2 separate regions of the Sus scrofa genome follow, and region 1 is linked to region 2. A link is a contact called in public Hi-C data. All regions are on one chromosome and are shown on one strand. The core of a region is the stretch at or near the end of the contact, and the rest is flanking DNA. Distances in the headings are between cores, read along the strand shown.

Region 1 (6,932 bases), core at 3,725-6,224, 570 kb before region 2:
AGCTGCTGGCCTACACCACAGCCACAGCAACAATAGATCCAAGCCTTGTCTGCGACCTACACCACAGCTCATGGTAACGCCAGATCCTTAACCCTGAGACAGACACTCAGCAAAAATATTTCATACATACATCAGTATATGATTTAGGTTATCATAAAAAGGAATGGAGTCCTAATACAACATGGATGAGCCTGAAAACATTTGCTAAGTGAAGTAAACCAGACATGGAAGGACAAATATTGTACGATTCCACCTAGATGAGGTCCTTAGAATAGGAAAAGTCATAGAGACAGAAAGCGGAATGGGGAGTTCCTGTTGTGGCTCAGCGGAAACAGATCTGACTAGGACCCATGAGGACGCAGGCTCGATTCCTGGCCTTGCTCTGTGGGTTAAGGATCAGGCATTGCCGTGAGCTGTGGTGTAGGCCAGTGGATACAGTTCTGATTAGACCCCTAGCCTTGAAACCTCCATATGCCACAGGCATACCCCTAAAAAGACAAAAAAAAAAAAAAAAAAAAAAAAAGAAAGAAAGAAAAAATAATGGAAGTTACCAGGGCTTGGGGGAGGGGAATGAGGAATTATCGTTTAATAGGGACAGAGTTTCTATTTAGGAACGATGAAAAAAATTTTTTGGCTGCACATGTGGAAATTCTCAGGCCAGGGATAAAACCCACATCACAGCACCAGATCCTTAACCTGCTGCCCCACAAGGGAACTCCCCGAAAAAGTTTTGTAAATAAATAACGATGAGGGAGTTCCCATCGTGGCGCAGCAGAAACAAATCCGACTAGGAACCATGAGGTTGCAGGTTCCATACCTGGCCTCGCTCAGTGGGTTAAGGATCTGGCATTGCTGTGAGCTGTGGTGTAGGTTGCAGACGTGGCTCGCATCCTGCGTTGCTGTGGCTGTGGTGTAGGCTGGTGGCTACAGCTCCAGTTCGACCCCTAGCTGGGGAACCTCCATATGGCACGGGAGTGGCACAAGAAATGGCAAAAAGACAAAAAATAAAAAATAAAATAAAATCCCACCACCAAGAGCAGAAGTTTCAATGCCTCTTAAGGTCTAGGCTCAGAACTAGCCCGGCATCACTTTTGATGCATTCTATTGGTCTGAACAAGCAACAAAGCCAGTTCAGATTCAAGTGATAGGGAAATAGACTCCACTTCTTCATAGGAGTACTACCTATATTGTGCCCTTTTTGGCTCTTTATGAGACAAAATATGAGGGAGTTCCCACTGTGGCACAATGGGATAGGCAGCATCTCTTATCGCCAAGATGCAGGTTCAATCCCTGGCACGGCACAGTGGGTTAAAGGATGCATCTTTGTGGAAGCTTCGTCATAGGTCACAATTGAGGCTTGGATCCAATCCCTGGCTCAGAGCTCCATAAGCCATGGGGCAGCCAAGAAAAGAAAAAAAGAGCAAGTATCAGTTCTGAGCCCACATTAATCAATATTCACAACAAACAAATTTTAGTTTAGTCCAGAAAAACATTTTGCTTGTGCTAAAACTTGTTATCTGATAAATACTGAGAGAAGAGTATTTTAATACATTTAAATGTGCAAAATTTGACTCTGAAGAAATGACATCCACTAAAAAACAAAACAAACAAAACAAACAAACAAAAAAAAAACAACCATGGAGGTAGAATTGACAGTTGGTAACAATTGGACAGAAAGAGCCCAATTAATGAATCAAATGTTTACTGCAAAAATCACATGGAAAAAGATGTTCCTGATAAAAATGATTTCAATCAAGTAAAAACATGGGAGGAAAAAAAAAAAATACACTTGGGAAGGGTTTAAGTACACCGAATAGCAAAGTGATCCAGGAATCTAATTGGCTAAATGCAGCTTAGGATTCAAACGTCTTTTCCAACAGAAATGTGTTGGATTTTTTCCCCCACTGTGCTTATAAAAATGGAATCAAAGCATCTCCAGAATAAAACCATCCTTTGTGTGAAAATGGCAGGGTGGGTGTGAGAGGGTCAAATGCCCTGTGTATCTTCCTGGTGTTTAATTTTATTCCCCAGACACTAGACACCACTAGTTTCTAAGAAAGCCCCCCAAAACAATCTGGCCATGACCTCTTTCTGTGCAGCCCTGGACCCCACCCAGGCTTGTGCCTCTGAGGCCTCTCTGTCTCCCAACTCCAGGAGCAGTCCAGGTTTTTCTGTTCCTTGGTAGTTGTGGCTCACACCAAACTCTTCTGCCCTGAGGTCGAACCCCAAGATTTTGTCCTTTATTATGGTTCCTCAGCACTTCCACACTGAGGGACCATGGGCAGCCAGGTTGTCAGAGTTTGTCCCATAGTGATGACTTGGCCCTCACCACACACTGGTGTCCCTCTTGCCTTCCTGATTTAACACCATGCATCCCATCTCCAATCATGTCCACAGGGCCCCTCCCCAGCTCCCAAGTCCACCCAGGAATGGGGACAAGGTCCACGAGATTCACTTCAGCCTCATACTCTGCAAATCCAAGATCACCCTCTGACTTTGTCAGCACTATGAAATGTCCAGCACATAAGCTGGCTTTAAAAGAAGGGTGGCCAGGAGTTCCCGTCGTGGCTCAGTGGTTAAGGAATCCGACTAGGAACCATGAGGTTTCAGGTTCAATCCCTGGCCTTGCTCAGTGGGTTAAGGATCCCGGGTTGCTGTGGCTGTGGCATAGGCCGGCAGCTACAGCTCCTATTGGACCCCTAGCCTGGGAAAATCCATATGCCGAGGGTGTGGCCCTAGAAAAGACAAAAAATGAAATAAAATAAAATGTTTAAATAAAAGAAGGGAGGCAGGAGTTCCCGTAGTGGCACAGTGGAAATAAATCCAACTAGGAACCATGAGGTTGGGGATTTGATCCCTGTCCTCACTCAGTGGATCTGGTGTTGCTGTGGCTGTGGTGTAAGCCTGCAGCTGTAGCTCCAATGAGACCCCTAGACTGGGAATCTCCATATGCTGCAGGTGCGGCCCTAAAAAGCAAAAGAGGAAAAAAAAGGGAGTCAAAGGAACGTTCTTTAAAAAAAAATAATAGGGATTTCCCGTCGTGGCGCAGTGGTTAACGAATCCGACTAGGAACCATGAGGTTGCGGGTTCGGTCCCTGCCCTTGCTTAGTGGGTTAACGATCCGGCGTTGCCATGAGCTGTGGTGTAGGTTGCAGACGTGGCTCGGATCCCGCGTTGCTGTGGCTCTGGCGTAGGGCGGTGGCTACAGCTCCGATTCAACCCCTAGCCTGGGAAACTCCATATGCCGCGGGAGCGGCCCAAGAAATAGCAACAACAACAACAACAACAACAACAACAACAACAAAAGACAAAAAGACAAAAAAATAATAATAATAATAGGATATTGGGGATATGGGCATGTGGGAGAGAAGGAATGCATTATATTTATTTTTACCACCAAGTTTTTAGAAATATGTTTTGAGGCTTTTCTTTGCAGTTACAGAATTTTAATAGATGCAGTGTAGATAGTAAGAGAGAGGGAGGGAAGGAAGACATAGGGAGAGGGAGTGTAGACAGGGGCAGAGAAGGTGTAGGTAGACATATTAAGAGAGGAAACAGGGACAGAGAGAGGAGACAGACACACTGTAGATGGTACAGAGTGTAGAAAGATGCAGCGACAGATGGACAGAGGCAGGGAATGTGGCTGGGTGTCATTCATTGTTCCCCAAACCAGAAGAACCCCCCCTACCCACTATTTAGAAGGTTGAGACCTCAAACCTCAGAAGGTCCTGACACTCCCCACTCTGGGTTCCAGCCCTCTCGTTTCCATGTCCGTCTCCCCACTTCCAGCCTCCATTGTGAACTTACCGTGTCACTCTCTCTTCTGTGACAGGTGGAAATGTGTCATTTTTGCTAAGTCTTGCCGGCTATCAGTAACTGCTTCTAATGCCCCACAAGGGGCCAGCCTGTTTTGATCGTCCCCTAAACTTCCTTTTCCTGTTGATAGGGTCTTGGCCTGCCATTCGCTCATTCATCAGTTACAAGCAGTTCCCATGGGCTGGGCCCCTTCTCAGAAACGCTGGGGATCCCGAGGAGACCTGACCTAGGTCCTGCATTCCACACACACCCCGTCTAGATGGGGTGGGGGATGGGAGGGCCGTGTCCCAAGCAAGGATAAAAGCGTGCTCAGAGTTTAATGCGGGAACAAGATTCTCAGCCTCAGAGAATATACTTAACCCTGACTAGACGAGGGCAGGGGACCTGCCTGAGTCTTTGGTGTGACACCCCAACCCCAAAAGCCCCACCGCTAGCACCGAGTTGGAGTTAGTGAAGCTGCAGTCCCACCACCTCCCCGCCGCCTTAGGGATTTCTGGCAACCCCCCTTCCCGGACCCAACCCTTTAGCCTCTACCTTATCTGCCCCCGCCCCAACGATGATCTAGGCCACGCCCCTCTCAGCCCCGCCCCTATTTCATTCACTCCAAGCCTCAAGCCCCAAGCCCCACCGCCCCGGAGGCCAACCTCAGATCAATCTCACGAACTCATTGGCCAGAGAGCGTCCCTTCACCGCCCTCCTTCAGTGTCATTGGCTCCCTGGGTGTCATTCTTCTTTATAGAGGCCCAACAGTTGCCATGGCCAAGGTTTGAGGGGCAGATAATAATGGCCGTCCCAGGACGTCTCGTTATTGGGCCAAAAAGCCCGGTTCTGGGCGGGGCTTAGACCCAAACGCTTGCCTGCCCCTGTCTGGGGTTCCTTAGGGACTCAGCCTTCCCTCAGAGACACACCCCTCTCTCCTCGCTATTGGCCCTGCCATGTGTTGATCACCAGGATTCCACATTCCGATAGGCAAAACCACCCGTCCCTCACTGCTTCCCTAAGTTTAATTCGCTTCTCTCCTTAAAGGAGTCAACCTTCTGGCCGTAGCCAGGGCCCTCCTTACGGAATGTGCACGGATTGGCCAGGAACACCGTCACTCCTGGCCAATGGGCGGAGCCGGAGTTCCTTGGGGCGGCGAATTGGCTGACTGGGCCTCGGGGGTGGGGCAGCGGCTCCTGTCAGCGGGTGAAATGGCAGCGGCGGAGCCGGCGGCGGCCGCGGTCCCGGGGGGCGGCTGAAGGGGCCGGGCCGGGGCTGCGGGGTGAGCGGCGCGGCGGGGATCCGGCGGCGCGGCCGGGGACGGCTAGGCTCGGCACGGCGATGGCGGCGCGCTCGGCGCAGGTAGGTAGGCGGCGCGGGCCAGGCCTCCCAGGCGCCTTCTCAGGCCCGCGGCTCCGCGCTGCGGCCCGCGGGGGCCGGGCAAGATCGGGACTCAGGGCCCCCTCTCCCCAGAACCCGCGCTGGGACCCCTTGGCACTCCTAGCACGGACCCTGGCCGTCAACCTCGGGCCCCGGCCCCTGCCCACCCTCGTTCCCGACGCTTCCCGACCCTCAGGGGCCCTTCCCCGACACCTCCGACACCTCCGGGCGTCCTCCTCCGCGGCGCAGCCCCCTCCCCAGAAGCTTCCTCGGGCCCGTAACCCCTGACCACCCTCTCTACTGACCCTCAGGACCCCTTCCCGGTCTCTTCAGGGCTCCCTCTGCCCCCACCCCGCAGACCCGCCCCCTACAAGCGCCCTCCAGGAAGCGGAGGACCCCCGCCCTCCCTCTGTCCCAACCCCTCAGGTTCCCCTCTCATCTGTAGACCCCCTTGCCACGCCGTCCCTCCCCTCACTTCACATCCTATCTCTGGGCTCAGACGTACCCCCATCCCCAAGGATACCAGCCTTGGAGCCTTCTGACCCCACAGGACCCCCCTCTCCAGTCTCTGTAAATCAGGATTTCTGCTCACAGGCCTCACCTCAGCCTGATTGCCCATCTGCCACTCCCAGCAGCCCCATGGCCAAGGGCACCCCTGAAAGCCACTCCTGGGGTCTTTCAGCACACTCCAATAGCTCCACATACAGCCCTGATCTTGACTTGTCTTGATCACTGCTTCCTGAAAATCCACCTTCACCTCATGCTCAGGACCTCCCTACAGATGTTCTGAACCCCCTCCCCCACCTAAGGACACACACCTTTCAGAGGGCCCCACTCACACATTCAGGTGTGCGCATGCCACACACACCTGGGACCCAACAAATCAGTACCCATATACCCCCAACAACTCATACGGACAGACCCTGGACCCCTCACACACAGACATTCAGGAGCCCCTGACATGGACACACACACACAGGGTCAGACACTTTTATCCTCAACACAGACCCAGGCAACTGGGACCCTCTCCCAACACACCCACATTCACAGGGCTCTTCAGCGCTTTAGCATGCCTCCTCCTTGGACCAAGAGCTCCCAGCTCAGGCAGAGACTCAGGCAGCTACCCAGCCTTCCCAACACACCAACCTCCCTAGCCCACTCCCTCTCTGGGGTCCTGGAGGTGGCAGAGTGACCCAGAATCTCCCAGTACCCTGGTGGACACCTGCCCTAGGCCTCTTCCCCCTTGTCTATTTCTCACCACTTTGCCCTTCTTCAAAAGGAAGGATGCTCATTCTCCCTCCTACACCAGTGTCCCCAAAAGAACCACTGTCTGCCTCCTGATTTATGCCACCCCTGGTAGAGGGCTGGGGGTACAGACTGCTCCTGGCCCCGGTCTTGGAGTCTGACCAGACGGGTAGGACCAGCATCCTAACCCCATCACTCCCGCTAGCCTCAGATGGCAGGGCCAGCACTGCTACCCAGGGACAGCCCCTGACAGCCACGGGAGCTCTTTCACCCACGACCAGCGTATCATGCCAAAATGAAACAGCTTCCTTCTATCCTGGCATCTGGGACCCGGTGGGGCTGGGTTTGGGCCTGCCAGAAGCTGACAGCTCTTTGTTAAGGAATATTTCCAGAAGGGAAAAATGTGCTGAAGAGGCTCGGGTGGAACCCGAGTGAGTAGTCGGCTTGGTCTTTTCCCTCAGCCCGGCTGGGATGGAGCTGGAAAACCCGAGTCCGTGAGTCTTCCCAGGTGT
Region 2 (7,685 bases), core at 4,873-7,372:
GGGCCTGGAAGGGCTGGTGGAGTAGACACCTGGCCCGAGCCACCTGAGCCTCAGCTGCAACCCCATCGAGGACACCAAAGCCCTGAAGCCCCTTGTGCCCTTGTGAGGCCAAGGGCAGTGGGGCAGGCAGGCGGGCAGACTGGCCCCTTGGTCGAGGTGGGCCAGGTTCTAAGGGCTCCAAAACCTCCCTACTGCCCTTCCCAGGAGAATCTGAAGGGCTTTTGGAACTTGGAACTGTTGACCTTTGATGAGACATTACAGCTGCACTAGGAGCAGGTGTTTGAGCCATTATCCCAGTTCAGCTACCTGGACGGCTTTGATGCTGGGGACCCTGTCTGACTCTGAGTCTGAGGCCAACACACAGGGGAATGAGGATTCTGAGGACTGGGGGAGGATGGTGAGGGAGGGCAAGGAGGAGATGGGAGGGTGGTGTGGGAGGGATGGGGCCTGGGGACTCCACCCAGGGGGTGACTAGTGTCTTGTTGGCTGCAGATACTGAGGTTGAAGAGGTGGCAGATGACAACTCTGGTAGCTTGGAAGACGGAGGAGGTAAGAAGGGAAGCGGGAAGGGATGGGGACCTGGTCCTTGGGTTCTGGCTCATAGGATGTTTATGTTCCCTAGGAAAAGGAGGAGGAGGGAGATGGTTCAAGATGAGGGCCTTGTGGGCCATGAGAACAGGCTCCTCATCCAAAGAGCTGTGGGGAGCCATTGAAGGGTACCAGGTAGGGGAGGGGCACAAATGGAAGAGACCCCTGATTCCAGGGGTGTTGCAGACTGGGGGAAGGGCAAGAGAGGTTGCCTCCTGTGCTCCAGGACTAGGCGAGGGTTGAGGCCTGGGCTAAGGGATCGCAGGGCTGGAAGGGGGCAAGATGCACAAGGTATAACTACGTCTTGAAGGATGACTGCCAACAAGATGTCAGACTTCCAGACTCAGGAGGCTTTGACCCATGGGGTTCTGGTGACAGCAGTATGGTACTAGATTTTGAACCCTGGCCCCAGCCTGACTTCTTAAGAAGGAAAGGAAGAAAAAAACCTATTTGTCAGAAGGGTGTGCAGGAAGGGAGCCCAGGCTCTCCAGGGCTGGCCTTGACTCACCCTTCTCAGGGCTAGGGCAGGGGGAGAAGCGGAAGTGGGCAACCAGAGGGAGTCAGGGGAGGACAGCAAGAAGGATGATGATGAGGCCTGAGCCCTGGGCTGCCATGGAATGTCCAGATCTGGGGACCCTGCCACCTCCCTGAGAGTCAGCATTGTCCTGAGGATCTGGGAAGCTCCATCTGGGCCAGCTTCCCAGCCTGTGCCCCCAACTCCTGGGACTTTTAAAATAAAACCAGAAACCTCCATCTCCTCTGATTTCTGGAAGTGAAGGAACAAGATAGAGAGCCACCTACAGCTATCCTAGTGTTGAAGTGACAGGGGAAGTGGGACATAGGTAGGTTGTCAGGGGAGACCTGCCCCCTCCCCCGGTTGGGTGTGCCCCAGGACGGCTCGATTGACTCACTACGCATTGCAGGGGCAAGGGACCCAGACACAGCACAGGCTGGCTCAACTGCCTCCTTTATTGTTCCCCCATCCCGGCCATCTCAAGGCTCCCCCGACCCCACCGAAAATTACAAAACTACCCACTCTCCCCACCCCCCAACGCAGCGGGGTTCAGAGCGGCGAGAATACTGGACACTCCCCCTCTGACAGCAGCGGCGACACCTGGCGCGCAAGCGGGGCCGGGTCTGGGTGGGGCAGAGGGGTCGCCTGAGCCTCGGCCCCGCCTCTCGCCCCAGGGGCCCCGCCCTCCCCACACGCGCGCTCCCGGGCCTTACCCGCCGGCGCGTCGGGGCGCGGCTGCCCCGGCGCGGGGGCCGCGGGGCGGTGGTCTTCCAGGTGTAGTGTCATGGCGGCCCGCGAGGCCGTGGAGAAGGCGCACTGCATGCAGGAGTAGCGGCCGCGCGTGTGCTCCCACAAGATGCGGCTCGGGGCCGCGTGCCCTGCGGGCAGGCGGGATCTGGTCAGCCCCCGGCCCTGGGCGAGGGCGGGTCGGACCTTTCCCCGCCTCCCCATCAGCTCCCGGGCGCCCGGGGCCTGCCCTGGCCTGGCTGATCCGTTTTTCCTGGGCGTCTCCCCAGGTATTTGAGGGCATTAAACTTGATTTATTCGCGTCCCCTTCTCCCATCCTCTGAACCAACGTAGGGAGGAAAGACTCGGGAACCGGGCGCGAGTTTTACACGGAAACGCCGGCGCAGATGAAGGAGCAGGGGCCGTAATTTTCAAAGCAAAATCCTGTATTTCAGGGGTGACATTTCCGGCCACCTGGAAAAGGGTTGGGCACCGCTGCCTCCTAACATCCCTTAGGCCCCGCAGGGCGCAGGAAAGAAATCCCCTACACCCTCCCGCGTGGTCACCTGCACGCACCTGAGGGCGCGTCGGAGCCGCCCTGGGGTCTTCGCGGGCTGCCGCCTGCACCTGCAATAAATGGGCGGGTCAAGGTCAGAAGTCAGAATGAGCCCTGCCCACCCTTCAGGCGGCCCTGCACCCACACTCACCTTGGCTTTTTTTCCACACGGCGGCGCTGGAGGCGGGCGGCCCGGGAGCGGCGGCCAGGAAGGGGCGCAGGCGTGGGGGACTCAGGCCAAAGGGCGCGGGGTTCAAGTAGGGCAGGAAGGGCCCGGTAGGGGCAGGGGCAGGGGCAGGGGTCGTGAACGGCTCGAGCAACGGGAACTGCAGTCCCGGCGCCGACGCAGCGTCGGACTCCGGGGGGCGCTCCGGCACTGGCGGCTCCTTGTCGAGGGCGGGGGGTGGTGGCGGGGCTGGGCTCTGCGCATGCTCGGCGCAAACATGCAGATGCTTGAAGAGCGAGCGATGCGTGCGGAAGCGCAGGAGGCAGTTCTCACACCTGGGGGCGGCGGAGGGTTGGGCTGGGTCTCCAGGGAGACAAGGGAGCCTGGGCCCAAAAATAATAGATTCCCCCATCTGTGGGGGAGGAGTCTGCCCTAAGCGTCCTCCTACTGGGTCGCGATTCCCCCGGGTCAGAGGCCGGGGAAGATGAGGAAGGAGTCTCAATTTTCACTTAGGTGATCAGTTCTCCTCTTGGGAGGTAGAAGGACAGGGCAGAGGGGCTCCTGTATGTCTGTCCCCCCTTCTAAGCTCCGCCCTCCCGATCCCTGGAACTTGCTCTAGCAACCAGTCTCTCTTCTGGGCAGGTAAGGTAAGGGTTAGGCTTGCCCTAGGTTACCTCCACCTCCCGACCCAGCCCCCTTGATGAAGGGAGAAAAGCCTGGAGCCCAGGTAGTGGCTGAAAAAATCAGCGGTGGGGGGAACTGCGTGGGGCCTGGTCACCAACCACCAGCAGAGGTCTGGGTGGACAGAGTCTCACTTGAAGTAGCGATTGGGTTTGTAGTGCAGCTTGCCGTGTGCCACCAGCTCCTGCATGCTGGGGAAAGTCTCAGTGCAGCTCAGGGCAGAACAGCGGAAGAGCTTGCCTGGCAGGGCAGGGATGAAGGATAGGAGTGGAGAGGAGTGGCCAAGACTAGTCAGGAGGCTCTGCCTGCCTGCTGCCCTAACCTGACTCCCCACCACCTACCCTGGCCCTACCTTCCAGGGACTGTGTGGGTGGGCAGTGGGTACGCAGATGCTGTGCCAGGTCTCGAACGCTGGGGAAACTCAGACAGCAGCCAGGGCTGGAGCAGGGTATCTGCTTCCCTGCAGGATGCACAAAAAGGAGGGGTTGTCACTGTCCCTTTTCCATCCATGCTGTCCAGGGCATTTATGGGACTGGAATTACCCTATGGTTTCTTACTGGGGCCTTTACCCTCTGCCTCCCCCACTAGTGGGTAGGGCCTAAACTGCCAGAGGGTAGGAGCTGAGTTGCCTGGCTCCTCACTGTATCCACAGCCTGGCATACATTTGGTGCTCAGTGACTGGCGATTCCCTCTAGATGGGCCCCAAGTCTGGAGATATTCTGTATTCTTCACTCCTATTGTTCCAGGAGTGATTCCCCCAGAAGGCTTCTACACAGGTCACCTGGTGGTGGGCGTCGTCTGGGAGGCCGCAGGTCCTCACTCTTTCCGGAGACAGTGCTGATCGGGCCAACGCTGGGTCCAGGGCCAGGATGGCCACTGTCTGGGGCTGGGGAGGCACGCTGCTGGGTCCCTCCAGACCCTCCACGTTCCCACACCGGGGGTGTGGCTGCCTGGTCAGAGGCTGGCTCCTCCCCCATGGAAGAGGAGGTGGCTACAGCAGCCATAACTGGGGACAGCACCTCCTTGTCGGTCTCACTGGAGCTGGACTCTGCAGTGGCCGGCATGTCTGGGCTGGGCCCTGAGGGTTCCTCCTCCTGGTGGAAGGAAGAGGTGGGGAGAACCCCTCTGGGCCCAGGGTCTGCTTGGGCCAGCCAGGGGCACCCCTCCACCCCACCAAGACCACTAGGCATTCCTGAAGCAGCCAATGTCCCAGAGACATCACCCAGTCAGCCGCCATCCTAAGGAGTCACCATAAATGGAGGGCAGGGGGTGAGGGTGGATTTGGCTCCTGCCTCCTGTGCCCCCATTCTCTGGGAGGGAGCCAAGTTGTCCCAAATGTATAAGGGGGTACCTGTTCAGGAATCACCCATATGAAAGAAGCATGCCTTAGACCCTAACCTGGAAAGGTGGGAGGCCCGCCCAGGGGAAGGGAGTGGAGAAAGATGGGGCTCTGAACAGGGTGCGACTAAGAAGATGCTGGAGGGACCACAAAAGGCCAAGTAGATTTTTGAGGAAGGAAATATATCTATCAGCCGGGCTCGAGATATGCAGGTGAACTGGAGGTGCTGGGCTGGGGGGGGGGGGGGCGACTGTATAAAGATCAGGGGCGGTGCCCGAGAGCTGTGGGCGTGGCCCAGTAGAAGCCAGACCCGGAAGTAGGGGGTAGGGTGCGCCCCTAGTGACAGCCAGCGGCGAGCGAGTGCCCGGATGTGGGGGCGGGGTCGGCCGTAGGCTGTGAGCGCTACCGGGCGGCTTCCCGCCAGTCCCCGCTGGCTCGCCGCGTCCGCGTCCCCGTCGCCGCGCTCACCATCCTCGCCCCGATTCTGCCTCCTGTTCCCTCGGCTCCGACAGCTCCAGCTAAAGCTGCACTGATTCCTTCGGTGGCCGCAGGCTCGTGCTCACGTCAGCGCCATTTTTCCGCCTTCCAGATCTCGCGAGAACGGAGGCGGGGCCTGCTGGCTGTGCCCTGCGAGGGGGCGGGGCCTGACACCCGGGTTTTCCTTTGAAAGCCGAAGTAGGGCCGGCGTGGATTTGCAAGCCGAGGACGGTTCTATCGGGCAGATTTAGCACAGTCTGTGCGCAGAGATATGGGATTAAAAGCTTCCTGGGCCTCAGTTTTCTCTGCAAAATGAGCATCTTCATTCTCTCACGTACCGTCACCATACCTCGAAGGGGGATAAAAAACGGTTTTCTTTTTCAAAGATGTCGTGTTTGGTGAGCCGCCTCTTCGTAAGGAAATTGACAGTGGCCGTCAAATTTTTCAGTGCGCTTAGTTCTGAAGTTGGAATGGGTCCGTTGAGATAGCCAAGGACGGGAAGCAAGCTAACCGTCCTCAGGAAGACGTATGGAGAGCCCTGGATGTACTGGTGTGGAATGAATCACCTAACCCAAACTCCATTCCTTGAGTGCCTACAGTTTGCTAGGCACTGGGGACCCAAAAATGAACAGAACAGACCAACATCCCAGTTACCAGGGGCCGCTCACGTTTTAATATGGGGAAACAATGAATCAACAAATGCAGAAAACCATCTTATATTAAGGAAACACCTTCATATAGAAAGGAAAACCCCCCAGAAGGTTGTGTGTCAAGCTTCTCTGTGAGGTGACATCTGAGCTGTCACCTGATGGTCAAAAAAGAGTGAGCCAGTAGAAGGTCTGGGGACCATAGCGCTCTGAAAAGAATGGAAAGCTGGTGCATGTGGCTTGAGTTGGGGAGGAACAAATCTTGTCTTTTTCAAGAAACAGTGAGGCTATCAGCGCATTGCTGGAGCAGAGTGGAGGCAGCGAGTGGAGGTCAGAAAATGGACAGGAGTTCCATCGTGGCTTAGTGGTTAATGAACGCAACTAGTATTCATGAAGACGCAGGTTCGATCCCTGGCCTTGCTCAGTGGGCTAGGGATCCAACGTTGCCCTGAGCTACGGTGTAGGTTGCAGACATGGCTTGGATCCTGTGTGGCTGTGGCCAGCGGCTAGAGCGCCGATTAGACCCCTAGCCTGGGAACTTCCATATGCTGCAGGTGCAGCCCTAAGAAGCAAAAATAAATAAATAAATAAATAACAGGAAAGAAAATGGACATGGACAAGGTGCAAGGAGGGTCATGAAGGGCCCTTGCGAACTGTAGAAAGAGGAATGTGGTCTATATTCTAGGCATGAATTTTTTTTTTTTTTTTTTTTTTTTTTGTCTTTTTGCTATTTCTTGGGCCGCTCTCGCAGCATATGGAGGTTGCCAGGCTAGGGGTCCAATCGGAGCTGTAGCTGCCAGCCTACGCCAGAGCCACAGCAACGCAGGATCCGAGCCGCATCTGCAACCTACACCACAGCTCACGGCAATGCCGGATCATTAACCCACTGAGCGAGGGCAGGGATCGAACCCGCAACCTCATGGTTCCTAGTCGGATTCGTTAACCACTGGGCCACGACGGAACTCCTAAGCATGAATTTTTAACACCATCTAATTACCCATTGTCATTTGGAGGATGGGTCATTGTGGGACAATAAAGTGGATCTTTGATCTCTGATGTCTGTAATACATTATTTAACTGTTCAGGAAGTGTTTGTTGAGTTCTAGGCAAGTGTAGCCTTTATGAATATTGTGTTTCTGTCTATGTACGTAGGATGTATCTACTTTTTTGCTTTTTTTTTTTTTTTTTTTTTTGTCTTTTTAGGTCCACACCCACGGCATATAGAGGTTCCTAGGCTGGGGTCTAATCAGAGCTACGGCTGGCAGCCATGGCCACAGCCACAGCCACAGCAACTTGGGATCCAAACCACGTCTGCGACTTACACCACAGCTCATGGCAACGCTGGATTCTTAACCCACTGAGCAAGGCCAGGGATTGAACCTGAGTCCTCATGGATGCTAGTCAGATTTGTTTCCGCTGAGCCAAGATGGGAACTCCAAAAAAACCTTTTCTTTTGATTATCATTAATATGGTTAAAAATCATTAATTTAAAAAACAATTTTGATGCAGGGTGGAGGAGTGTGTGTGTGTGTGTGCGCGGGTTTTGGGGGGGAGGTTGTTGCAATCTGGGGAAGGGTGGGGTAAGGTTTCAGAAAGGACAGGGAACCAGGAAAGGGAGAGGTGGGGCCGGACTTTAGAAATTTTGTAAGAGCAAACAGGATGTTGCTGAGTGGGGGTGGGGGGCAAGGTGACTGAGGTTTGCAGTCTGAAGATGCTCTAACCTAGATGTGAGAGGCTGTCTGTTAGAAGATATCAAACCCACTCCCATCCCCAGTGCCCTGCCCAAACCACACCCCATCTGTGTTGCCGGAAAGGTCCTACTTCCTGCAAATGGGGTGCCTGCTCCCACAGTGGGGCCACAAGGCTGTACCCTAAAGTGCCAGGAGGTGGGCAGCCAGCATGTTGAGTTCTAGGGCAGAGAAGGGAGACAGAAGCCCTCATTCCTCTTCAGCATCAGGAAATCCTCAGCTGATGAAGTTGTGGTTCCTGCA

Evidence for each region. Hi-C and Micro-C count contacts between places; a contact is called where the count stands out from the background.
Region 1: a contact with region 2 is called in a Hi-C map of liver, with 5 times the contacts expected there. The contact joins the promoter of EVI5L here to the promoter of ZNF414 in region 2. A contact is called at or near these places in 2 of 47 Hi-C or Micro-C datasets (heart right ventricle and liver).

What each region holds. Positions count from the first base shown.
Region 1 is chr2:71,363,878-71,370,809 of Sscrofa11.1, reverse strand. It overlaps EVI5L (EVI5-like protein), which reads left to right and starts at 4,974. Exons shown (of 19, transcript XM_013994706.2): 1 at 4,974-5,157.
Region 2 is chr2:70,794,301-70,801,985 of Sscrofa11.1, reverse strand. ZNF414 (zinc finger protein 414) reads right to left here and starts at 6,122. Exons shown (of 8, transcript XM_021083890.1): 1 at 5,039-6,122; 2 at 4,013-4,325; 3 at 3,584-3,691; 4 at 3,366-3,471; 5 at 2,536-2,885; 6 at 2,405-2,455; 7 at 1,816-1,980. The coding sequence starts at 5,041. It overlaps LOC110259349 (a long non-coding RNA gene), which reads left to right. Exons shown (of 2, transcript XR_002341673.1): 2 at 493-1,339.